Linked DNA regions of Gossypium hirsutum: region 1 is linked to region 2. Evidence: chromatin contacts called from public Hi-C data. All regions are on one chromosome and are shown on one strand. The core of a region is the stretch at or near the end of the contact, and the rest is flanking DNA. Distances in the headings are between cores, read along the strand shown. Region 1 holds the start of LOC121231825 (calmodulin-like protein 3). Region 2 holds the start of LOC107955367 (auxilin-related protein 2).

What was found. Hi-C and Micro-C count contacts between places; a contact is called where the count stands out from the background.
Region 1: a Hi-C map of leaf shows a contact between it and region 2, with 6 times the contacts expected there. The contact joins the promoter of LOC121231825 here to the promoter of LOC107955367 in region 2. A contact is called at or near these places in 3 of 34 Hi-C or Micro-C datasets (all in leaf).

What each region holds. Positions count from the first base shown.
Region 1 is chrA07:92,951,448-92,957,791 of Gossypium_hirsutum_v2.1, reverse strand. It overlaps LOC121231825 (calmodulin-like protein 3), which reads left to right and starts at 4,137. Exons shown (of 1, transcript XM_041116640.1): 1 at 4,137-5,319. The coding sequence starts at 4,715. The coding sequence ends at 5,173. It overlaps LOC107954976 (protein FAR1-RELATED SEQUENCE 5), which reads right to left. Exons shown (of 3, transcript XM_016890669.2): 3 at 5,242-5,737. The coding sequence ends at 5,516.
Region 2 is chrA07:92,581,363-92,587,810 of Gossypium_hirsutum_v2.1, reverse strand. It overlaps LOC107955367 (auxilin-related protein 2), which reads left to right and starts at 4,763. Exons shown (of 8, transcript XM_016891136.2): 1 at 4,763-5,741. The coding sequence starts at 5,176.

The sequences.
Region 1 (6,344 bases), core at 2,888-5,387, 370 kb before region 2:
GCTCTAGTAAATAAAGAGCAGCATGATGGTTCCTTTCAAGGGTGTTTGGTTTTGTTAATTTGAGGTAACAAAGATGTTTGATGGAAACTTTTGGTTCATTACTTCTAAAGGTTTGATCACTTCCTCAGAGCCCAGTTAAATTGCAAATGATTATAGGTTATACATATGGTTTAACATGGTCTAATTTTTATGAGAAAAGAAGTGTTTTTGTTTGGTGACTCCATGCATGGAATAAATTGGATAAGTACAGCATCAGACTGCTTACACTTCTCTGGCTAGTCCATGACCATGTCAGAAATTGCATTTTCGTTTCACATGATGGGTATTGGATATCTTAGTAACACGAGAAAACCTACTGCCTCAAATAGTTCACCTGATAGTTTATCTCCAATAATCCCCTTCAAGATTAGCTTAGCTTATGTCTCAAGAGTACAGAGCAGAGCTAAAATATCTGATGGTTTGAAATATTATAGGTTACAAACAAAAGAAGTTCAGCTAAAATATCCATAAGTTGAATTACTTGTGCATTCCAAGCTAAAGGCCAGCTTTTAGATGCATTTTATTTCCACTAAAGGGTTTGAGAGTTTGGGAACTTTTAGTTTTTCTGTACCAGTCAGTGCTTTTTCTTCAGTTATTGTTTGAAGTTGAAAGATTTGGCTTATGATAAATGAAAGAATAAGATGAGAAGAATATGATTCAGGATTTGTACTGCTAATACTAATATGAATTACTATTTCCCAGTAAAAATGGAATCCTTTTGACTCTTAACTGGTTAGGGGTGCATTTGATTGGAACTCCTTTGAGTTCCATTAGGTTCTATGTACGCAGCTTACTTGATGGTTTTCAATGTATATATCTCAAGATACTCCAGATTTTTTCCCAAAGTAGATCTCAACATGTTTTATATTATAGATATGAAGGCCATAATTATTAATGTTGTTTCAATTCTAGCATGTGAACTCCAAGACCAAGATATGGTTTAATGTTCTACTAGATGAGAATGGTGGAGGAAAAAGGAAATGTTTTTTGTCAGGTAAAATGGCTTGGATGTCCCTCACTCAACAATGTAGCTGTCTGAGAGTGTAGTGGAGGAGGACTTGTGTCTTTGCACTAGTTTGGTTTGCGAAATGGCATTACACCTGCTTGTTTAGCTTGGTTGTAAGATTTTGGATGGTGCCTCTAGCATTTTTGAGAAATTAAAAAGAAAGGAGAATGTTTAATTGATTTGCGAAATGGCATACACCTGCTTGTTTAGCTGCAAAAGTATGTACTGCTGATGCTCACTTTGCTTCTACAAAGCTTTTTTACGTAGTCATATTGTTCAAAACCACTTATGCTACATGAGAACCTTGCTTTGTCATCTCAATAGTAATTTTATTTGTCATATAGATCATTTGTTGCATGACATATTCACCTCATGAATTTCCTGTGGTGCAAATGGCTAATGTTCTCATGGTATATTTAATCATTTATATTAATAGTATGGAGGGACCAATGGTAGACCGTTGATAGCTCAAAAATATTACTTCAAAACTATGACTTATAAATCTGTAAATATATTTTTTAGCCCAACAAAATTTTCATACCTTATAATGTCAATGTTTATATTTTTGTTTTTATTCTTTTTTTTAAAGCTAAATTTGGTCCTCAATCTTTAAAGAAGAGTCAAAATCAAGGTTTTTTTAAATGAGAAAATTAATTAAAATGTTAACTTTTTAAATACGATAGTTTGCATGACACTGTAATTTATGCTAATTTTTTAAAAATTTATATTTTAAAATTTTTTTGAACCACCTCATCGTAGGTTTTGATCATATCTACTCTTTTTGACATAATGTTTAGAACTACTTATATCTCCTTCTTAACTCATAAATAGGAGGATAATGCGTTTCAGCGCATTTAAACTCACGTCCTATTGTATTAGCAACAATTTTCATACCAATTAAGTCAAGATTTAATCGGCTTTTTAAATTTTAATTTTGATGTATTTTATAAATTTTGAATTATTTATTGACGTGACATCTAAAACAAATACTGTTATGTTAGTATGATGCATATATGGACTGTCATAGGAGTTATCAAACGTTAAAAATTAATATTTTAGTTAACATTTTCATTAAAAAATGATTTGACTCTTTTTAGAAAATTTAAAGATTAAATTTAACTCAAAAAAAGAATAATAACCAAATTAATGAAAAATGCAAACATTGATGACTAAATTAAGAAATTTGGGCCAAATGAAAAAACACATTAATAATATATATTCAAACAAAATTTGGTAGTGGCCCAAATTAATGCAAAAGGCCATTTTACTTGGGCCAGCCTTTTCAATCTAAACTAAATTAGGAAATTTGGGCCTCTGGTTATTTCAAGAAAACTCCGACCACCAAAACCTCATGAATAAAATTTGAACCCTAGCCCTAATTTTCAATTCCTTATATATAGCATCCTACCTCCTCATCTTTCATCCTGTTCTCGGTAGCGTCCCTCCCTTTGCCGTTTTGTGCGTGTGTTTTCATATTGAAGGAATGATAAAGCAAGTCAGCTTCTTGATTGGGTGTAGATGGAGGCGACCCACTCAATCAAATAATTGAAATTTCTTGCGATATCTAAATTCTCAGCCAGTATCACTCGCCTGAATCTGATATATTTTCCCTGATTTTTCAGGCCCTTTTACTACTGGTATATTCACCTTTATATTTTTTTCAAAAATGGAGAAAAAAAATCAATGCAAACGCACTCTGTCCCAAAACCGTCGTAAAGACGAATTTATTTTGAGGCAATTTCTTCGTTTGCTATATCATCAAATTCCATTTGATTTCCGACTTACTCGCCCAATTTGATCCCTTTTTAACTGATCTTATTGGGCACATGGTTGGAATACATTTCTCTCTCTTTTTCCCTTGCGTTATTTAAACATGAACAGCTGTTTTCATTTCTAAAAGCCTAGTAGTGAGATCTGGTAAGCGTGATTGTTCATAACCTGTAACATAATAGCGTGTAAATTATGAGAATCAAGTACCCTTGATGAGCACGATTTAGTTGATATACACCATAAAAACTTGTTTTTCTAATAGACTCTAGATTTGAATCTTTATTTTAGATTAGCAGTATCATTGTTTGTTAGCTACGTCTGATCGGGTCATAGAAATTTTGGGTTGGAAGGATAGCGATGGGTTGTTCAAAGTGCCGTAATTTGGGGCTCTTTCCTTATCAATATGGATTGTAAACATTACTCCGGAAATATCCAGACAAGGTAATAATCAAATTGAAATTAAAACATTGGGTAGAAGAGAAGAGGCATGGGAGGAAGCAGCAGAAGAATTGTGATATAAAGATGGATCTTTACATGATGTATGGAAAACCCAAAGCATTAGAAGGAATGGGATTTAGGGCGGATTTGGATGGGTGCTTGGGGTGGTGTGTTTACATTACAGTGTTGCTACTTAAGTATCTAATTTTGTTGTTATGTTTTTATACTAATTTACATATTTAAACTCATCTTTAGAACCGATTATGGTCAAATTCAATTAGTGAAATTAAATGGGTGAGAACTGGAAATCATATTGCTAACAATCTGCTCTTTTTCTTTTTCCGCTTTCTGATCTCTAAATTAAATAGAACTAGCAAAAAATGATGGATGAATATGATGTATTTTTATTTTTATTTTTGTTAATATTAATTATTCTCTTTTCAGTTTTAATTAATATTTTTATTTTCAAGAAAAAAATGTTGTAATAGATATTTTAAATATGATTGTTCTTAAATTAAACTAATTGTAAAAAAAAAAGAGGTTAAAAAGTAAGGTAAAAGGATGTATTACACAAAGCTAGAATAAAATCAATTTAATTTGAATCGGATTTGAATAAAATATTTAATTCATTCTAGAAATATTGAAATTAATTAATGTATAATATTTAGATTAATTTGTGAATAAAATAAAATAACAGTACTAAATATATTACAATTATTTATTGTGATGTTATCATTAATTGTGAGTTAGTGTCAAGTTGATATGTGACATTAACTTAATAAATAATATTATTAATATATACAATTAATGGTGATAGTAAATTATGTATATTAAAATAAAAATTTATAAAATATATTAAAATGAAATTTTGGTTAAATGGTAAGTTTTAAGATTTTATCAACCTAATTGGTGTGGGTTTAAATCTATATTTTTACCATTATTTTTAAATAAAAAGATTATTAATATAACTCAATGAAGTATATAGATTTTATGTAAGGTGATTGAAAACATTATGTGTAAGTAGAACCTCAATCCATTCAATGTTACCTTGGTTGGCAATGACATCATGGCAAGTCTCCAAGTGTTCAGCATTTTTGCCTCCATTTATTAACGGTCCAATTCTTGAACTAATCTAAAATGACCGAACAGATGCCTAATTTTAGCCCAATTCTATCACTTTTTTTTTTAAACTTAAAAAGCTTTTCACATCCACAAAAGGAAAACCTCTCACCTTGTTATTTATTAACAACTGATTTCGTTAGGCTTGTTTTAGTGTGCATCCTTTACATCCCTCTCTTCTTTCTTCACAATTGTAAACAACAATCAACACTAATTCTCCATTGATTTTCCTTGTTAATTACCTTTCCCATCTCTCTCAATAGTCCAATTTTCATCTCTCTTATCATTTTTGCTCTAAGGTGGTGTATTTTGGTTTGGGTTTAGTTTTGTTTGATAAAAGAAATGGATCTAGTTGAGCTTCGCAAGGTGTTCCAAATGTTTGATAAGAATGGAGATGGCAAGATCACAAAGAAAGAGCTTAGCGATTCACTCGAGGAGTTCAGTATTTTTCTTTCCGATAAAGAAATAAACCAAATCATTGATAACATTGATGTGAACGGAGATGGTTCTGTAGATATCGATGAATTTGGTGAATTGTATCAAATGATGGTGAATGAGAGGAACGAAGAAGAAGAAATGATGGAAGCATTTAATGTCTTCGATCAAAACGGAGATGGATTCATCACATTTGAGGAGTTGAGGTCGGTTCTATCATCATTAGGGTTGAAGCAGGGAAGAACTATTGAGGATTGCAAGAATATGATAACAAAAGTAGATGCAGATGGAGATGGTAGGGTTAATTTCGAGGAGTTCCAGCAGATGATGAAAGGTGGTAGCTTTGCTGCCTTAAGTTCAAGTTAATAGTCAAAATACATATATATATGTCTGTGTGCATATATGTACGCATAGAAAATATTAAGAGATGTTGGTTTGACATTAATGTATCTAATTTCTAATCATACAACTAAATTGTTCAAAATTACAAAACTATTTCTATTTTCCACCTTTTTACTAGCAAAATCAATCCACAAGAGAATCATGAAGCTCCAATTTCATCTAACAAGATGCTTTTTAGTTTGATTGCACAATGTCAAATGTTAAGCATCTTGACTAAAACAAAATGATCCTAAAGAATTTTGTACATGATTAAAAGCTTCCAAGAAACCAAATATACAAATCTAATCATAGCATTAATTGGTCAAGTTAAATACCAAGGCTACCTGCGCTACGGTGCGTAAATCTCTGCCTTTGAGCTTCGAGTTTCCTAACATTGTCTACTATAACTTCAATCTTTGAAGATAGTTCTTCTGTTTGCTTCTCAACGTTGTTAATGAACGCAAACAACTTTTCTCGATAAGCTGAACATAATTGCTCTTGATGCGCTAACTCCATCGTGAGTTCTTCAATTTTCTTGTCCTTATCACCCTAAAAACTCAAAAAAAAAGCCAATCATTGCCAGCAGCAGCAGTGAATAACGGAGGAATGTTATACTGTTATGCAAGTATATAGATATTTAACAACCACAAGCAAATAATTACATTCGGCTAACAAGAGAAGAAAAGAAAAGGTCCCTACTCTTACAATCAAAGAATCATCCTTCACCTTATCAGAGAAGAACACCTAAGTTCCCAAAGAAAGCTTATAATGTGACTCTGCAGAAAGCGTGTTAATGATACACTCAGCGCACTTATACTCTTCCTGAAGCTAGTTCAACAAGAAGCAGCGTATTGCATGACATCAAATATCCTAGTCCAATACATAGGAGAATTTATTTTCATTTATACACATCTATAAATTAGAAAGCTTCCAGGGGCATTTTCAGTGATGACCAATTCAAAGGAACAAAAGCAGAAGTTGTAACACCAAAATTATCATCTATCCCCAGCTTTAACCAATGGGGTCCGCAGCATTGATACTTCATATATTATAAAACAAGCTTTACGCAGGAATTATGTTCAATTCTAGAAAATAATTGGTCACCGAAAAAATTCAATCACAGCCATTAATCTCAATGAGGGAAAATTTCACCCAC
Region 2 (6,448 bases), core at 3,514-6,013:
GTGCAATTCGAAATAGGGTCACACAGTCATGTAACAACCTGAGATCGTGTAGTAAAAACTTGCACCAAAATTAAAGAATCATACCATGTGAGGCACATGACTATGTGGCAGCTCGTGCCAAAGCATGTATAATTCGAAAATAGGGTCACACGACTGTGTCGCCAAATGTGTGCCCAACTGTGTGCAATTCAAAATAGGATCACATGATCGTGTAACAACCTGAGACCGTGTAGGAAAAACCTGTACCAAAATTAAAGAATCACATGGTTGTGTCACACGATCGTGTGGCAGCCCGTGTTATAGGTTGTGCGTGCCCAAAATTTCCTTCAAAATCAAGCTAACTCACATTCAAATGCTTGGGCTCTAAGCAATGCAATAACCAACAACCAAACCTATCCAAAATGTGCCTAAAAGAGTCAAAACATACGAATTCACACTCAACCTAAGTCTAACCAATATGCCCTCAATGGAACCATAATTTGAAACATAAACAACAATCATCCAATCAAATATGTAACACAAGTTAACTTTAATCAAACACCCTTCACATTTTAAATAACAAATACCATATATAACTTATAATCCAAACCATCAAATACTTCTAAAACCAACCTAAACTCATAACTTATCACAACCAAACTTGATCATTCATCAAACATATTCATCAAATCAAAAAACAAACATCCAAATTTACCAATTAGAAGTTACATAATCACATTCACCACGATATTCAAAATACACATCATATGACCACAATGCTTTAAACATAAATATCCAAAACCCTATTTGCATCTCAATTGGCCAAAACATCACCAAGGTACCTATTAAATCTAACATTCCAAAGCCCTATTTACATGCCACTTATAGCCAAACCAAAGTGAACAAAAAGGATACCGAAGCGATGGTGTATAGTGTGATCTCCAAAACTGATCCAATCGACGACGCAGATTCGAAAATCTATAAACCAAAAGAGGTAAGCTTATATAAAGCTTAATAAGTTCATATAATCAAACATGTCATACCTCTAAATTTAATTTTAAGTCATATACAAATATGAAACTAACTATTCTTTTATTGAACTCCATGAACGGTACATAGTACTTGATAAACAACTGTCAAAAGATGTCGTAGCATTTTTCAGCTATAGTTTTAGTCCTATTTACAATGATGCCATTGCGCCTTTTAGCCATGGTCTTACTCACTTCCATCTTGGTGCCATAGCGTCTTTCGGTTATGGTCTTACTCACTTCTATCATGACGCCATAGCGTCTTTCAGCTATGGTTTTACTTGTTTTCATCATGATGCCATAGTGTATTTCAACTATGGTCTCACTCGTTTCCGTCATGTTTATGATAAAATAAATATATAAACAAAGACATAATTAATTAAATTCAAATCAATAAGAAAATTATAATAACCTAATACGAACTTACTGAAATACGATAGCTACTGAAATTCAAAGATGCCTACTCAACGACCTTTTTCTTCCGCGATTAACAATTGATTGACTCATTTCTTGATCTAAATAATAATTTCATTCAATTAAACAATTCAAACAACTTAATAATCAAATTTATGCATAAAAACCCTTTTACTAACAATTTACAAAATTACCCCAACATTTTGCCCTTTATGTAATTTAGTCACTAAACCCGAAACTTACAAATTGCTCACATTTACTACAACCCATGCTAGCCGAATTTCCTAGGATCTCTCTAAAGCCTATGTTTACCTTATTTTCACAAGAATTTTCATTCAATTTTACTATTTCCACAATTTAACCTTTGGATGTTAAAATCATTAAAAACTACTTTACAAAATAACCCTATTTAACTATCAGGCTTATAATTTTACCATCAAACTTCAAAAACACTTCAAAATCATCAATGGTGTAATCTAAAACATCTAACAGTTTTACAAATTAGCCTTCGGTTAGTTAGATTAAGCTAAAATAATCATAAAACATAAAAATCATTAAAAATGACAACCAAAATCACTTACACGCAAGCTAGCACAAGAACCGTACTCTCCCAAGCTTATTTCAATGGTGATTTCGGTGGTAGATGGGTCAATGAAGAAGATGATCACCTATTATTTTGTTTATGATTAATTTATTTACCTATTTACTATTTTACCCTTGTAATAACCTTTAATAATTAAACAAACAATGGTTTTAACCGTCCACTAGCTAACTATGTGGTCTAATTACCACATAACTTCACCAAATCAACTTTCTATAACCATTTAACTCCTTTAACAATTAGCAATTAAATTTTGCAACCTTTACGATTTAGTCCTTTTTACTTAATTAACTATTTAAACGTTAAAATTTTCTAACCAAATTTTAATTCTACTTTATAATAATAATAAATAAATAATAAATAACTAACTCACTTGTCGAAATTGTGGTCCCGAAACCATTACTTTCGATACCATTGAAAACGGGCTGTTACATGAAGCATCCTCAACCACTATAACTAACTTATTGGTTGAAGGAGAAAATTTGTTATCAAGGGTCGGTTCGAAACCGGAGCAAAAATCGAGCTTGAGGCTAAAATTTCATCATATCAGTTTATTCAATTTAATTTAATTTCTACTTATTTTTACTATTATTTTTATTTCAATTATCTCTATTATTTTTTACTTTTATCAAATTTAAATTTACCTTTTTTTTAACTTTGCACAAACCGTCACACATCGTGAGCATGACAACTGTTGAGATGCGTAACTTGGTTGAACCGAACAACAATTTTAGATATCCCAATCTTTTTGGGATCGATCCTACTCCCTATACTACTCTTTTTTTACTCTTTAGACATAAGAATATCATTTTTAGTGGATTCGACACCCATTAGGAAACAAGTTTATTAAGATCACTCATATTTCTTTCATAAAACTTGTCGGGTTTAGTTGTTGTTCATTGTTCAAGTGTTTATTTTTATTTGAGACTGCTTAAACATTGCAAATATACCTTTGAGAGGTTTCTTTAGTTTGTTGTTCATTTCTTTCATGTGTGAGCTTAATTAAGGCTTTGGGTAGAAAATTTTAAAGAGAATAGTGGAGCTAATCTTACCAAATTAAAAGACAGAAATTTGTAGAGGTAATACCTTGCCCTTAAATGTACCCATCAGTGAATTGGAAAAATCCTTAATTAAGGAAAGATAAGACAATGGAAGTAAGTAATTGAGGCTAAACCAATATCAATTCACCCCTCTTTTTATGTATATTAAGCTTAACACAAGCCTCCCGCCAAACATAAGCAGTAGCTCCATTCTTAATTTGCCAACCAATCCCAAATAAGAAAATATCCTATGCACCCTTAATGCTGCACCACGAATATGATGATTGTGTTCCTAAAGTAGAAGATAAAAAGTCCCTATTTCTATTTGGATAATACTTGGCACACAACTTTCTAGCAACTAATTAATTCGGTTCTGTAATAGGATGCTACCCTTATTTACGAAGTAGAGATTGATTAAAAAGCTTCATATCACGAAAATGAAAACCCCTACAAAACCAACCCCGATTAAGCCAATGATCCCTTACTAATAGCACCATTAGTCCACCAGTAATGCGTAATAAATGAATCAATAGAGTGAAGAAAACTAGTATAGGTAATTAAAATAACTCCTTAAGTAAATTGGCATTTCTTGTTAAATAGATTTAATAAACACATCGACTTCTGGATAAACAACGTAGTTTATGAGATGAGATTCTATCACATAAGTAAGCAAAAGCATGAGTGCAATTACGTCCCACGAAAGAAGGGAAACTAAGATAAGTTTCAATATCTACAGCAGTAACAATCCTAAACACAAACAATCTGAGAGCATAAAGCACAACACAAATTAGCACTAAAAAAGATCTTGGACTTTTCATAATTAGTTTAATGACCCGAATATTAATCATTTGTTTGAAACAAAACTCCTCATGGCCAATGGCTTCACCAAGCAACTGAGCAAGAGTTTGTCATCATAAAAGAACGGCTAAGAAAATCCTCTTGTCGAGTAATCCAAATGCCATAACAGTTCCCTCGATCTATGGTCTGACGTAGTAAACTTGAAAACCCCTCTATACAAATAAACACGAAAATAGTGGGTCACTCTATCGAAGACCACACTTGAAAAGAAAGCATAGTAAGTGCTGCCCATCTATCATGAAAACTTAATACCAATAATTAAGAAATTCCATTCCGCACGATGATAAATTTTGCTCATATCCAATTTCAATAAAATGTGATTTTTTTTATCACGTTGTTCAGTATTCATCATATGAATAATCTTATAATCCATAATAAGATTATTAGTTATAAGATGTTGGAGTAAAAAAGCACTTTATGTCTTATCTATTCAAAGATGCAAAATTGGTCTAAAATCTATTCAAAATCATTTTAGAGAAGATTTTATATAATATTACACATGCGATACCTTTGGAACAATAAGAATAATAATAGTCTTATTTATCTCTGCCATGCCCATAAAACTATCCAATACAGATAAACAAAACTTAAAGTCATTGATTTAATGTGTATAAATAAATAATTAATCTTTAAATTAAATAGTAAAATTCAAATTTTATTTTGTGATTAAAAAAATGGAACTTGTAAACTAATTATACCAAGTATTACTTTTTAATTTTGGAAATTTCATGTTCATGGGGCAAATTACACATATTCAAAAATATTGTAGATTTTTGTATAAATACTAACATCTTCAAGGTTTCTACGGATAAAAGAAGTACCAAAGTGAAAATTCAAAAAGCAAATCAATGATAAGATTTTCCATCTTTTTATTTTTTAAAACAATTTTCAAAAATACAAAATAAAAACCGGTCTGAAAATCGGGCGGAGACACAAGAGAGTGGGAAGCCGTTGAGAAGGAGAGAAAAAAAAAGGGGGAAATAAACTAAACAGCCAAAGCGCAATTTTTTGTCTCCTTCCCTCCCTTTCATTGTCCCCATTTTTTTTTTCAAATCTGAAAGAATAAATTAGAAATATTATTATTATCTATATTTTTGCTCAATATTATTTGGCAATAGATTACTCGCTCCCCTTTGTTTTTCTTCCTTTATGTTTGCTCAGATCTAGGCCTTGTCGGAAATTTAGTGGCGAAAGGGATTGGGCAAATCGGCGACGTAGTAAGAACCGCCGGTTCTATCCGAGAATCTGAATTGAAATGGATGATTTTCCAGGTTTATTAGCCAAAGATTTTGGGGTCAAGCCCCAAGGGAAGTCGGCCCCGATGGCACCTCCTAAAAACCCTTCTTCGGGTTCCAATTACGGGTTCGGATCCGATTTTACCCGATCCTCATACGGCAACTCCAAATCGTCATCCAATTCCATTTTCGACGACGACGGCTACCGTGGACAGCCTAAATACTCTTCTGAGTCTCGAGCCACTAGCGCGCAAACGCCGTCGTTCGATTACGATTCCTTTTTCAAGGACCCGAAGCCGCCGGTTTTTGACAAGCCTGTTTATGACGACGATCTTTTCGACGGATTGCCCGGGATCAAGAGCTCCTCCACGGCCGCTAAATACGACGACGTTTTTGCGGTCTCGGGGTCTTCTCCAAAGCATAAATCGATGAGTAGCTCGCCGCTGGATGCTCTGCTTGGGAATCTGGGGAGGAAAGAGACCGAGATGAAGTCCAAGAGCGAGAGAGTGAAAGCAGAAAATGATGCACCTTTATTTGATGATTTGCTCGCTGGTTTCGGTCAGAGTAACTCTGCAGCATCTGCAAGGTATCTTCCGGTTTGTAAAGGCTTTGATTTTGGGATAAATGCATATTATACTATTTCCATGTTATGTTTGGTTGAACTTGCATCGTTCGGACACTTCACTATAGGTATTCGTGCTGGCTTTTTATATTAAAGGGTACTGGCGATTTATGATATGTTTGCATAAATGCTTATATGTGCAATATAGTGTAAGGTTCTGAGACATGGCTGTGGTTTTGGCAATTAGCATGCAAAATGGGGCAATGCATTCACTGAGATGAGCATTTTTAGTTACATATTTTTGTAGTTAAGATTAGCTCTTGTTTGCTGTAAGACTTTAGTCAAGGCTATTTGCTTACTGGTTTTGTATGTTTTAAATAATTTAATGTCAATCGTTTGTCTGGAAAACCATACATGCAAGGTACTTTTGTGTGATTTTCTGGAAAACGACTAAAGATGGTAATTTACTTGCTAAAATTGACTTAGTTGACTTGGTGTTTCTAGAATTATTTTTCATTTAGTTGCTCTTTATTGTTTGGTTTCTCAACTGTATAGCATAGCTTCTTCCTATATTTAATGCAATTAAAGCTTCAGTTTACTATCTTCTCTAGAGAGCTGTGATTTATTGGAGTTTATTGACACTGTCAATGATATGATCTGAGAGCTGATCTAATGGAGGTAAAAAAAAGTCTGTATGTTGTAATGAAGTATGTTGTAATGAACTTGAAACT